Linked DNA regions of Pan troglodytes: region 2 is linked to region 1. The links are chromatin contacts, called in public HiChIP or PLAC-seq maps. All regions are on one chromosome and are shown on one strand. The core of a region is the stretch at or near the end of the contact, and the rest is flanking DNA. Distances in the headings are between cores, read along the strand shown.

What was found. HiChIP or PLAC-seq counts read pairs in DNA pulled down with a chosen protein or histone mark.
Region 2: a contact with region 1 is called in an H3K4me3 HiChIP or PLAC-seq map of stem cell-derived excitatory neurons, with 2.3 times the contacts expected there. The contact joins the promoter of GFPT1 here to the promoter of ANXA4 in region 1. A contact is called at or near these places in 1 of 7 Hi-C or Micro-C datasets (stem cell-derived neural progenitor cells) and 1 of 1 datasets of contacts at active chromatin or transcription factors (stem cell-derived excitatory neurons).

The regions. Positions count from the first base shown.
Region 1 is chr12:53,093,477-53,100,564 of NHGRI_mPanTro3-v2.0_pri, forward strand. It overlaps ANXA4 (annexin A4), which reads right to left and starts at 4,228. Exons shown (of 16, transcript XM_016948681.4): 1 at 3,139-4,228. AAK1 (AP2 associated kinase 1) reads left to right here and starts at 4,276. Exons shown (of 17, transcript XM_054678473.2): 1 at 4,276-4,458; 2 at 4,759-5,157. The coding sequence starts at 4,995.
Region 2 is chr12:53,350,140-53,357,227 of NHGRI_mPanTro3-v2.0_pri, forward strand. GFPT1 (glutamine--fructose-6-phosphate transaminase 1) reads left to right here and starts at 4,153. Exons shown (of 20, transcript XM_063789764.1): 1 at 4,153-4,412.

The sequences.
Region 1 (7,088 bases), core at 2,978-5,477:
TAGGTGTACCACAGGTCAAATCATTTCCTTCAAACTTAACAAACCACACATGTTCATCTGCTACTAACAAAATCTTCATTGTTCATCTATAAAATTGGGAATAATAGTGTAACAGTATTTTCTTTGATAAAATAGATAATACTGTCTACTTTGTAGGCAACCATGAAGATTAAATAAAATAATATCAGTCAGGCACGGTGGCTCACATCTGTAATCTCAGCACTTTGGGAGGCTGAGGTGGGAGGATCACCTGAGTCCAGGAGTTTGAGGTCAGCCTGGGCAACAAAGCAAGACCCCATCTCTATTTTTTATATAATTATTTTTTTTTAAAAGTGGCTGGGCGTGGTGGCTCATGCCTGTAATCCCAGCATTTTGGGAGGCCAAGGTGGGTGGATGGCCTGAGCTCAGGAGTTCGAGACCACCCTGGGCAACATGGTGAAACCCTGTCTCTACTAAAATACAAAAAATTAGCCAGGCATGGTGGCACACACCTGTAGTCCCAGCTACTCGGGAGGCTGAGGCACAAGAATCGCTGGAGCCTGGGAGGCAGAGGTTGCAGTGAGACGAGATCACGCCACTGCACTACAACTTGAGCTACAGAGTGAGACTCTGTCTCAAAAAATAAATAAATAAATAAATAAATAAATAAAATAAAAATAAAACAATAAAACAATATATATATATTTTTTAAATTCCGTAACTGGCATATGGAAGATACATAGTGTTAACTGAAGAATCCCAAGGTTTATAAATTTGGAGAGGGGAGCTTTACTTTTTATAAAGGGTTGCAGCCTGCAGGCTGGTGATCCTGACAGGCTGGGAAGTGTAGACTCTGGCAGAGACTGAAAGCAGGTATTTAGAGGGAGGAAAAAGTGGAACACAAATTTATGCCAAATGAGTTGGCTAAGAATACACACTTAAGTTACAGGAGCTTTGATTATTCACAAAGCGGGGGGCAGCACATGCATGCATAGTGAGCAAACATGCATGTTACATATGTCCTATGTTCTCTTTGGGGTGGAGATTTAACATTTAAATGCATTACAATTAGGTGAAGCAAAGGACATGAAGACACTCAGTGCACAGCCTCTGAAAACCAGCCAGAACCAGTCTGTGGTTGGTAGTCTCTTACTAGGATGTTACTGAAATCAGTCTCTTGTCCAATCAAAGAAATAGTTATGGTTTGTGGAACAGGGGTTGGGGGGATACAGTTAGTCAGCATCTAGTGGTCAGTGAGCTACAATTGTTTCAATATTGCTTATCTCCAGGCCAGTGTCTATTTAGCTACCAGAGAAAAAGAAAAACCTTGTGGCAGTTAGAAGATGGTTTACTCTTCAAGTGTAGGGATGTGTGACTTAACCCTTGCCTGACATAGCCTTAGGTCTTGTTTATAATTTGGCATCTTATTGCCTCAAAGAGTCTGTTCCATCGGTCATATGATCACTATTGTAACAATAGTAAATGGCACTTTCTTTTCCCACTCTCTTTGACTATTTACCCATAGCATCTTCCACACCTAGTTCAAAATTCATCTAGGATACTTCAAATCAATCTTTCCACCTTAATGAGATAGCTCTGTTTTGTGTCACATTTAAAGTAAATTATTTACTTTAAGTACTGCTAAGAACACACTCTATGTAAACTATTATACTGGATGCCCAAGGAGATAAGTAGAAGATGGTTCTCTGGCTTTGAGGTGTTTGGTTGAGACAGCAATATACATTAAAAGTTGAACAGGAATGCAAAGCAGCATGGGACAAATTATACAGAAAGTGTGATAGTTTTGAGATTATAGTGGCTGATCTGTTCATTATTTTGTACTCAGGAACTAAAAAATTACTAAGAGTTGTAAGAGCTCTGGTTTTATAGCTGAGATAATAAGCCCAGTGACACAAGTGGTCTAGGATCCCAGCTATGAAGTGGCAAGAGGTTTCCTGTCTCCTGGTCCTATGCTGCTTGTGTGTGAGTTTCTAACTATTCACGAGTCTTTTAATCAGTTAATGTTTGCTCTCTCTAAGTAGACAGTTTAGTATAGCCAGGTAAGAACTGGGCTTTGAAACTAAAATGTTTGGGTTTGAATCCTGGCTTTGCTATTTACTGTGTGACTTTGGGCAAGTCACTAATCTCTTTGCTTTACTTACCCACCTATAAAATGAGTATAATAATGGTACTTTACTTCATAGGGTGGTTGTGAGCATTATATACTTAATATATGTAAAGCAAGAAAAACTGTGGATTTGTCATTATAATTGCTATTAGTCTGTGAGGGAATGGAGGGCAAGGAATCTAGTCATGTTTTTTGTTTTTTAAACCTCTTCCCTCAGCTTCTGATCAGAGCATTCACGTGGGTGTTAAATAAATGCATGTTAGCTACCTTAAGCATATTGGGAGTTTTTGTATCACTGAAGTAAGACTTGAGATTTGTGTAAGCCTGGACTAGTCTGGTACCAGAGAAGTCTAGAAAGGTAAAAACTGAGATAGCATCAGATTGATTTTAGGACCTAGCACAGCTTCTTTAAAAAAGTCAGTCAAGACAAATAAGTGCTGAGAGAAATGGGGGTCAATGAGTCTAATTCCAAATGAGCTTTCTCATCTATTTTAAGATCTGTTTCAAACTTCCTCAGACAAAAATCTGGCCTTTTAAGGAAAGTGCAGAGAACATGCCTTCGTGGGCTTAGTTTGAGGGAATAGGGGCTGCATTTCATCCTGGAGATGGCTACATGAATTCGTGAACTGAGGTGACAACACTGACTCTCTCCGGAAGAAAAGATGCTATCTCTTCACGGAGTTTAATTACAATGGCACTACTTGAAACAAGCTGCAGCAGCAGCAACAACAAACGCTACTGTTAGCCCAGTCACAGCTCAGCTCAACATTCAGATTAGAGAAAGCAAGAACCATTTTTTTCCCTGGGACACCCTTCTCTACTCAAATACCCGCTGAAAAAAAAAATTCTGAGACAAGCACTAGGGAGTGGGGAAAGCGGGCAGAGATGAACAATAACCCATATTCAGGGGTTAGAAAAATAATATTAATAAATCATGGTAGTTTTTTTGTTTGTTTGTTTTTGGCAGGAACTTGCCACTCTTCAGCATCATCCATCAGGAAATCTAGGGTCGGAAAAGTGTACCAACTGACCTTCCAAATTTTCTGCATTTGGTAGATGCAAATCACACAGTCCATCCCCGCCCTCAGCACTTGGACGGTATCAGGGAAACATAAGTATCAGTGGAAGAATCTTGAAGTGAAAAATAAATAACTGGTCAGGTTAGGGTTAGTGTTCTTGTGTGCAAGGGAGCTAGTGAAGTTTAGGCTTTGATGCGCACCCACAGCGTCAGCAAAGGAGGAGGAATTAAGGGACAGCATGGGCCGAAAAGCCCCCGAGTTTTGAGGTCAAGCCAACGGGCTGGGTCTCCGGTATCCTAGGATCTGCCCTGCACACAACCTTTGGCAGTTTCTCGGTTTGAATCTCGCCTGTACATTTCCAGACGAGACACTGTCTTACTGAGCGTTCTCACAGCGCCTAGCTCAGAGCTGACCGCAGAGCCGGCTCTCAATAACATCTAGACGCAAAAGCAGCTTTTGAGGTTAGGGGCGGAAGGGCATCGGTTTTACTTATTTTAAGGCTGGAGCTCGGTGCAGCCGGATCCAACTGCCAGCACAATGTTCCCGATCACTTCTCGCTTCCATTTCAGCCCAGGAGACGTCGGGAAACCCACAGGACCCGCTAGGGGCTAAGCGGTTAAGCCGCGTCCTCCAGGTGTCAGTCTCGATCCGTTCGGAAACCACAACCTCCAGAATCCCTTGTGCCAGGAGGCCAGGCCGCAAATAAGATGGCTCCAGAAGGGTGGAACATACAGCAGGGGGGGAACTTAGTCGTTGGCAGTTTCTTCACGGGATGTGTTTAAATTGCCGAGTCCCCACATACGCGCCACCCCACAAATCTCCTTCGAGGCCGTGGAGGCCACGGCTGCCGCCTCGCCCGCTCCTCCAGGAGTATGCTGGGATTTGTAGTCCAGCAGCCGGACTGGGCCGAGCTACCTTTCCCAGCTTGCCCTGCGGCTCGGGTGATATCAACAGTCTTTTCCAGAACTCTGTCTGCACTGAGACCCTCTTCCCCCAGTCCTCTTCTCGCGGTCGACTCCTTCCCATCCGTGGCGACAGAACGGCGGTTACAGGAGAGGCCCCGGTCCCTCGCCGCGCCGCCCCGAGGGGCACTTCCGGCGGCGGTTCACTTCCTGGTTGGGTGGATGGAGCCGGGCGGGAGCGCGCGCGGGGGAGGGGCGGCGGGTCAGTCTCCGCCCGGCGCTCCCGGGATCAGCTGGCGGGCGGGCGGGAGCCGAGCGCGGCCCCGGCTCTCGCTGCAGCGCCGCCTCTTCTCTGCGTCGCAGGCCGGCCCGGCGGCCGTGACAATGTCGCGGGGCTGGTAGCAGGGCGCCGGCCGCCGAGCCGTCTCAAGTGGGTGCTGCCAGGATGCCGCCTCGAGGGGCGGCGGGGAGACCCGGGAGGAGCGGGAGGCAGTGCCCGGGAGGGTCGGCGCTGCCGGGGCAGCTCGGATCCCTCCTTTCTCCGAGCTCCCGGCTCGGGGGTCCCGGGTTCTGGGGCCGGGGTCGCGTTTTCAGCCCCACGGTTTTTCTCGCCGGGAAAATACATGAAGCGTTTCCCCAGGATGATGGCTTTTGCTCCCCCTAGGACTCAGCGGTTGAATTTTTAAGCGTGTTACTGATTCATCCTCTCTTTCTTCCTCTGTCATCACAGGTTTAAACTTACACGAATCGCTTTCTGGAGGAGGAGGGGACCCGCCGCGCGATTGACACGCATATTCCTATAGGCATCCTCCCTCAGCCCCCACCCCCACGGCCGGATTCGGGTGGCTCCTCTCCGAGGTGAAATCCGAGAAGAAATCCTTGGATCTCTTTTCTTTAAAAAAAAAAAAAAAAAAAAAAAAATCTAGAAACCATCGGTATTTTGCTTTGCTGCTCCCTATTCGCAAGATGAAGAAGTTTTTCGACTCCCGGCGAGAGCAGGGCGGCTCTGGCCTGGGCTCCGGCTCCAGCGGAGGAGGGGGCAGCACCTCGGGCCTGGGCAGTGGCTACATCGGAAGAGTCTTCGGCATCGGGCGACAGCAGGTCACAGTGGACGAGGTGTTGGCGGAAGGTACGGTGGGGCTCAATGCGCCGTAAATTAAAATCTTGTGCTGATGCGGCAATACTGTGGTTTCTAGTTGTTGCATGTATGAATGGGCTTTGACCAGTTGACCCTCCCTTCCCCCTTCACTTGCCCTGTGAGTCATTGTCCTTGAGAGATTTAAAATTGAGATTTGAAAGTGACTGGGCTTATGGGGGTGTGGGGAGGTTGCCGAAATTGTTTACGTTAGTGGCCTTTTATTTTTATTTTTTTAATATTGAGAAGCCAAATTTTGAGGATCACACAAGAAAACGTATGTGTGAAAGTGTAAAGCTTTATGCCAAAGGCAGGGTGATGGGCTTGTCATCCTCCTAAAACTTAAAATCTTGATGTGAAGGCTGAAGGGTGGGGGGACTTTTAAGAAGAGAGGGGTTTCTCCTTCTCCTACCCAACTTTCCCACTTCCATGAGCAGGCATTGGAAGGAAGAGAGGATTTTTGGAGAACGTGAACGTGTTTTTCCAAGGGCCAAGGCTCTTGGTGGATTTCACTAGTAGATTTGTTTCCTGACCCAACTGTAATCAGGTCCCCAGGTTATAGCAAAGATAACAGAAATTACATAAAACAAATGTGGTTATTTTGAACTCAGTCTAGTAGGCCCCTCTTCCTTCTCGCTTTAGGTTTTGTTTTTTGTTTTTTTAATCAAAAGAAAAATTACTTGAGAGTGGCTCTGATTTTGTTTTTTCGCTATCAGAGAGGATGTTATTTAGATCTGCTGCATAAATTCCCTCTGTGTTTCATCTGTGTGTCTATACTCACGTAGATATACATCTTGATTCCCCCAGGCTTTCGGGAAATCTTTGCATGTCTCTTTTGGTAACCTTAACCTCGACCTTCATAATTATGCCAGACTCATAGTTTTCACAGCCCTTCGCCTGCCTAGTGTGCTTTTATTTTTAATAAAAGCAGCAATTTCCTTGGCATGAAGCAATTCAGACTGATTGGATGGGGCCAGCCTGCTGTAGGTTGTGTTATAGACCGAGAGGGGTTGGAAGAAGGGAGAGGTCTCTCTTATTGCAACATGGTGATGGTAGGGAACAGTTTTATTAGCAAGGGAAGAGAGAAAGCGAAGAGGCCTCTTTAAAAAGGGGCCTTTTGCAAGCTAAAGTTGAAGCAAGGGTCCTGACCTGGGCCTGGGAAATGCTTACCATGGTGGATGTTGCGGGCTGGTGGGTGGGTTTGGAAGAGGAAGAAGCTGTGTTTGGCTCTCAGCTTGTGTAAGCACTGGATTCAGCAGGGCCCAGTTTTCTGGGAATAGAGTTGAAGCCTGTACTTTAAAAACATGATTTTTAAAAAAGATCTCTGACAGTTAATGTCCATGTGAAATTATTGCTCTTCCAATCTCAGTACTGTTCTAGCTGCGCTTTATCTGGGGCCTGAGTCACTGTCCCCTTGGATCTTTCCCGTGGACTTTGGTGCAGGCTAGGAGATGCTTCTGTGCCCGCTGCCAGATCCGCACCCTTGAGTCTGATCTGTCTCTTTCATCCCTGTGCCAAAGCCCTTAACTGCAGTGGGGTGGAGAAACAGTGAAAAGGAGAGTGTGTCAGAGAGAAATCAGGAGAAACGAAGGGCCACAGAACACTTTCCTCCCCTCTGAATGGCCTCTGCTGACCTTATAGCCCACGAGCGTTTTGTTCAGCTAGGATGTTGTCTCATCACGGATGATGCTGTCCTAAGCGGTGCATGTTCTCCAAGTGTGAGAGGAGTGATAGGGAAAAGAAAAGGCAAAATTGGTCTTTGTTACCTAGGCTGCCTTCCTCTTCTCTGGGATTCATCTTTGAGAACTGCACATCACGTATTGTGATATTTTTACACAGAATTTAGGACTTGTAGCTCTGCATTTATTCATTCAACAGTTTATGGAGTTGCCTGTGAAGTGCCAGGTGCTGTGCTAGGCTCTGGG
Region 2 (7,088 bases), core at 2,903-5,402, 260 kb after region 1:
ACATTATAGCTATACTATTCTGCCTTAAGGAAGTTGGGCCCATACCCCTCTTGAGTATTCCTACTTTTGAGGGAGGAGAGAAGCTTTCCTTGCTTTCATAGGTACTTACGAGTGGGCAACAGTCTAGAACCACAGTAGACAAAAGCAGTGGTATGTACATGTGTGTCCATTTTTTTATGCAGGAATATGAAACTAGTTGCTTTCTAGTCCAGAGGGAATCTACACCCCTCTTGGGAAATCCCAGCCATATACTCCATTTTGTCATATCAGTGTTATCTGTGATTATTCCCTAGGAGCTTACAAGATACACAGAAGCAACTTTTGTATCCCTTGAAAGAAACCCTAGAAAAATAGTACTTTTTCTGTGTCCTTACGTTTCAAGTGATCTTTCAGTTCTAGGCAGCTTCCTGAATGGTCCACCCCTTATCGTGGCTCTGTTCACATCCAACAGGACAGAAATAGTAGGTTAAAGGTAGGACCAGTTTATCTCATGGTTTTCAATTTGTTGACTTTCTTGGCAGTAGAAAGAGTTTCTTTCTCACAGAGCTAGAAAACTCTGCCCCAGCTTCTGCCTACTGGAAAAATTTGGAGCCACGTTGGAGAGGAGTATTGGGGAGGGCATAGCTTCTAGTTGGAGTTAGCATCCTTTGTCCTCAAGCCTCAGATTTTCTGGGGGGCAATCAGGTCATATTTGCTTGATGCGGTGGACATATTTTTTTGTGTGCCTTCTTGGTGTTCTTCTTTTAGCAACACCTTCCCCTTTCCTTTGAAGAACTGCTTCCTCTTGCCGTATGTGGCTATATGACTCTATAGGGCTTTGGTGGAGCTGTCCTATCACAATGTCTTGCCTTCTTTGCCACAGGAGTGGGGCATGTGACTCACACTGGACTGGCCAGAATCCTTGTCTAGAATATAAAAAGGATGGAGGAATAGCCTCTCTCTCCTTTTGGGCTGCAAGCTATAAAGTTGTGATTGCAGAGCTATTTGAGGATTATTTCCCTGTCCATGAGGTCAGAGAGGTAGTTCAAGAGTTCTGACAACATTCTTTCCCTGGGTATAAATGTGCTGAAAGCTGTTTGTATTCCTGTTCTTTCCAATTACGTGAGCTAGTAAATCCCCTTCTTTAGTTTGAGTGGTCTTCTATTTATTATTTGTCAGTGAAAGCTCTGCCCTCTAGGCACATCTTTCACCATGACTGTGAGAAATAAATTTGTGAGAGCTGTATCCTTGAAGAGCTCTGTGAAAGCTCTTTCTGTGGGAGTGCTGCCACTGAATTGGGAAACCTAGTACTCATCCTGTGGGTGAAGAGTACCCACGATATTGGAAGCAAGGAAAAACTGGATCACATTTGTATTTTTGACAGGTCCCGCTGGAGCCAAAGTGTGTGGGATGAATTACGGGAGGCTAAAGGGGTTCACTCAAAGGGTCTTTCTGAGGCCTTGATTGGTGCCTTTTGTTCTTGTCCTCATTTCTTTTCACAGGCCTCAGGGGCTCAACCTATTTCTTTTTCCTTTGATACTTGCTACCATCTTCTCTGTCCACTGGGGTACATTTCTCCACAAAGCTCCCTAAAAAGTAGGACATATGTGCCCCAGCTCCCCATATTCTTATGCAAAGGAATTTTTATTTTAATAATTTTATTGCTATTACTGGAATTCACATAAGGGTTAATAAAAATGACTACAGCTATTTCAAGTAAGGTTCTTCGTTGCATTAGTAATGGCAACTGGAAGCTCTGATGGCCTTCAGCCATCAGATCCAATGGGAATGAATCTATGAACAGGGAAATGGACTTACATAAAGAGATGGTAAATGACACCCCCTTGCCATCATTACTTTTTTTGTTGTCGTTCAGAATGTTTTGATCAGGAGAGAAAATCCATTCCCTCAGATGTTTGAATTAGACCCAGATGTCCCCTTCCCTTCATAGATCATTTATTTTCTTCTCCTTCAGGCCTTATTCCCAAAGGTCCAGTTAAGGCGGAGCTCTGTATAAAGGGAGGTCAGGCACCCAAAGTGTGTATCTTAACTGGCGCATGGTTACAAAGAGTTCTTTGTTGTGTTGGGTTAGTGAGGTTCTTCAAGGCTGAGTTGGGAAAATACTGTCCTTCAAAGTTTCTTCTCTTTTTTGTCAAATTATTTTTTTATTTACTTTTTTTTTAACTTTTTTTTTTTTTTCTGAGTTGGGGACTTTCCAGTCTTTACTGAAAACTTTTAAAAATTTGTATTTAGACAAATTCTAAAAGACCTGTAACACTAGTTTCTTCTCAACTGATTCATAAATATCTTCCAAAATAGTTTGTTGAGTGGAGAGGATAAGACAAATTGATAGTCATTGTGGTGGAGTAGCAGGCAGAAGAGGAAAGCAAAGGGTTAAATAGATTATTATAGTTGGAGCATGAGAACTCTGGTAGTACTGCTGACATTTTCTTTGTGGCATTGACAGGTTTGCTGCCAGTGCACAAAGATGTTGCTTAAGCATTGGAACCATACCTTGGCTTCTAGGTAATACAACGGAGTTCTAACCAGAGCCTTAGATGAGGGTTCTGAAGCTAGATGTATATCCACAGTCTTTTGTTTCTTGAATTAAGAAATGTATTATTACCAAAAAGCTCACTGTTTTTTTTTTTTTTTTAAAACTTTGCTCTGGGTGATCTAGGGACCTGTTTAAGGGATTGAAATATCAAAAGGGCTTTTAGGTGAGAAATACTCTGCTTAGTTAAATGTGACATTTTTCAGCTTCTCTGAGGCAAGTGAAAAAAGGCACTTTTCCCCGTAAGAAAAACTGAAAGCCTTATGCTCACTTAATCATATAACCAGCCATAGAAGGTTAATTCCGCTAAGGAAATAGGACTTTTTTTCACTCATTCCAAAATAAATTTGATCTTTTACTTTGTGCTGTGGTCTAAAAGTGTTGGGTATGTAAAATCTAGTTCTAGCTTCAAGAAACTTACAGCCCAGTGGGAAAATACAGAAAATCATAAAATATCAAAGAATATTTCTTTACAGTGAGTAGCTCAAAGAGTAAGAGGTTAATGCATGTCTCCAAGTCTGTCTGGGGGGGATAAAAAAGGCTTTCCTGAAGAGGTAGCATCTAAACAGAGACGTGGTGGGGATTCTATGCAGAGTAACCAAAGTGTGCAAAAGATTTGAGAATCTTGGCCCAGTTGAGGAACTACCTGTTGAGCCTGTTGGGAGTGTATAGGGCTGGAAGGACGGCTAAGACCAGACACATGAACAGCAGTCAGCAGGCTAAGACCAGACACATGAACAGCAGTCAGCACTCCAGGAATTCTGTGTGCCATGTACGTTTTTAATACTACTCTACTCTAGAGCCATTATAGAGTTCTGATTACTCCACATTTGACTAAAGATACCATTTAAGGCTGTTTAAAGCAAATGCCCAGGTAATAAATTCTCAGAAACATCATCCCTCTCTAATCAAGTCTCTCTTGTCAGACATGGCGCATTAATTCATAGAATGAATCGTTCGTAAGTCAAACGCGCGGCTGTTAAAGCTAGGGAATTCCTAGCCGTCTCAGGTGGGTCATGGGAGGAGGTGGGCCAGCAGTTTCTTACGTCCAGGCTCATAGTCGGATAGTTGAGCCTTACATTCCTCCTCTACCCCTCCACAATAAACTGAGGGTTATGGAGGCAACGGATGCGGAGGGCTTTTAGGGGCCAAGCATATTACACAAGGAATTGAATTGCTTATTACCAGAGAGGCTGACCTTTGGGGCTTTACAGTCAAGAATTTTGTTATCTCTCTCCTCCCACCTCAACCTAATTCTTTGCAATTTTTTTCAGCCTTATGTCCCCCAGGATTCCCTTTTCATACTTCCTGCTTTTTTCCTCCTTTCCCCGCTTCGTGCAGTGCTGGCGCCTGGGGCCTGGGGCTGCACGGGGCGCGCACCCGGGCTATTGCTTTGCTAACAATTCCATCCTTCTCTTTCCGTCATTCCCTGCCAGGTGCTGAGTTTCTCCCTCCCTCTCGGCTCGGTCCCTCCCGCGGCTCGCCCCGGGGCGGGCGTATCCAGGAACTCCAGGCGGACGCGGCCACGAGCCACTGCCACGTCGCCGCCGCCAGCAGTCCAGCGCCTGCGTGGGCTCGGGGGGCGGGGCAGCGCTGGGAGGCGGGACTTGCGCGTGAGCGGCGCGTGAGCGGTTCAATGGGGCCTACCGGCGGCGGCGCGCTGCGCGCCGAGGGGCGGGGCCCGGCGGCGGTTGCTGGCGGAGCCCGGGAGGCGGAGAAGGCTGTTGTTACCTTGGCCGTCGCATCCCCGAGGGAGTCGTGTCGGCGCCACCCCGGCCCCCGAGCCCGCAGATTGCCCACCGAAGCTCGTGTGTGCACCCCCGATCCCGCCAGCCACTCGCCCCTGGCCTCGCGGGCCGTGTCTCCGGCATCATGTGTGGTAAGGGGGGCCGGGAGCGGGGGGCGTGTTGCCGGGCGGCGCTGGGGTGCGGTGCGGGTGCCGCTAAGGCCCAAGGCGACGGGCGGAAGCGGGAGTGTGGAGGGTGCGAAGTCTGGGTGATGGGCAAGGGGCGCCCAGTGGTGGCTGCGGGGGCGGGGGCCGGCATCCACGGGCGGGAGAGGGGGTGGCGGCCGGGAGAAAGGCACCTGAGAGGAAGGCGGGCCCCCTTTGCCGGGGGCCAGCGGGCGCCTTGGCGCGGAGAAGGAACCGAGAGGGGAGAGAAACGCCTTTATTGAAAAAGGAGGAGAGAGCTGGGGGAATTGAGGTGTGGAGGGGGTTGCCTTCAAAAGGGCCCACCAGGTGAGTGAGGCAACCTGTGGAACCTCGGGCGAGGTCTCTTGAACTTACCTTGCATTTTTCTAAAAATCTTTCAAAAAATATTTTACTTGTTTCTGGGGAGGCCCGGTAGAAAACAGACCCTAGCTAGAGCCACGGTAGTGCCATTAAACGTGATACTTCCTGCCATCCCTTGTCTCAACAGAAACCATTGCTAATCAATAACTTGGTTAATGGGCTTAGACCTGATCCTCTGGTGGAAGAGGCCTTCAAATGTCTGTGGCGATAGGTTATACATAATTTATCATTTGCGTGTGCACCCATTAAAAATGCCAGCTCTGAAAAATATCAGTTATACCTTGGATGTATACCCCTTTAGAATACCAACTATGAAAAATATCATTTACCCCTTGCATGTGCATCCATTAAAAATACAAGCTATGGAAAGTTGAACAAATATCTTTCCTAGAGCCTTAAAAAATTAAGGTTAGGCTCTTTTATTCCATGTTTTGAGAGTCGTTTATTATGACCTAAGTGTTAGTGAAAGAGACTTTGAGAATCGTGTCTGACATGACTGATATCTTCTAAAATTGGTGTTAACTTGGCTATTGCCAGTAAAAATAATTGTATTCTTACCTTTCTTATTGAAATTTACAGCCGACTTTATCCCTGGAAGAAAGTACACTTTTTTTTTTTTTTTTTTTTAAAGGGAAGTACCATTGTAAGAGAATTGAAAACTCTCTGGGAGACTTCTTATTTGCAGCCTTTTACACGAAGGAACTGAACAGGAGGTGGATTGTACTCGTTAGTGTATATATTTCCTGTATTTAACTTTATGCTCATTTCAGCTTCTGAAAATGAGGAGCAGGTTTAAATTTAGAGTAGATTAAAAAAAAACCCACATAAAAACAGAAACACCTATAAATAGCTTACTGAAATTATTAGAGTAGAGCTGACTTCAGAATCAGACTTTTGCAGTGTCTACTTAGTAGAATGGTTTTGCATTTAGTTTGGAGCTGTGAAGTAGTGAATTTGCAAACTGGTCAATCTCCAGTGTGCTTCATTTGGTAGTTAACTGTTCCTGAATGATGAGGGGTGTGCCTCATCAAGTACTCAACATTCTGGTTGCAGGTCATTTCATCATGTTCCAAGAAAAAAACGTAGTCAAAGTACTTACTGAAAAATAAATAAATAAATAAATAAATCAGCGCTGGGCGTGGCGGCTCCCGCCTATAATCCCAGCACTTTGGGAGGCCGAGGCAGGTGGATCACCTGAGCTCAGGAGTTCAAGACTAGCCTGGCCAACATGGTGAAACTCCATCTCTACTAAAAATACAAAATTAGCTGGGCGTGGTGGTACGCGGCTGTAATCCCAGCTACTCGGGAGGCTGAGGCAGGAGAATTGCTTGAACCCAGGAGGTGGAGGTTGCAGTGAGCCGGGATCGCGCCATTGTAATCCAGCCTGGGCAAAAAAGAGCAAAACTCCATCTCAAAAATGATAAATAAATATAAATAAATAAATCAGATATGGAAATCAGGTTCAGATAAGGGAGATACATTTAGGGTGGAGACTAAATGTTGGGAGTTTTCACATAGTTTGTGTCTCCATTCCATAGAGTTTTACTGCTGAGGAAACAGGTATTGAAGAAATAAAAAGTGAATATTTGAGGCATTTCTGAGGTCCTGCTTTTAAGTCATACCACGGTTTTGCCTGATTCTAGGGATAGGGTTCAGAATTTATTTTCTCTCTAATGTAAATTCTGAAAGATAAGAAGATGAGTGTCATTATTTTCCTCCCACATCTTAGTCATTGAACTAAAATTCCTGAGCAGAGAAATGGAGTGAAAATTAGATGGGAAAATCTGGAAGCTTACTTTCTGATTACTTGCTATCTAGTTAAGTTTTTCCCTTTCTTTCCTTTCTTTTCTTTTCTTTTTTCTTCCTTTTCTTTCTTTCTTTCTTTCTTTCTCTCTCTCTCTCTCTTTCTTTCTTTCTCTCTCTCTTTCTTTTCTTTGTTTTTTTTTTTTTTTTTTTTTTTGAGACGGGGTGTCTCTCTGTCGCCCAGGCTGGAGTGCAGCGGCATGATCTTGGCTCACTGCAGCCTCTGTCTCCGGGGTTCAACCTCCCAAGTAGCTGGGATTACAGGGGTGTACCACCACACCTGGCTAATTTTTGCATTTTTGGTAGAGGTGGGGTTTCACCATGTTGACCAGGCTGGTCTCCTGACCTCAGGTAATCCACCTACCTCAGCCTCCCAAAGTGCTGGGATTACAGGAGTGAGCCACCTTACCCGGCCCTAGTTAAATTTGCCTAAAAGATTATTTTATTTCAACGTTGTAC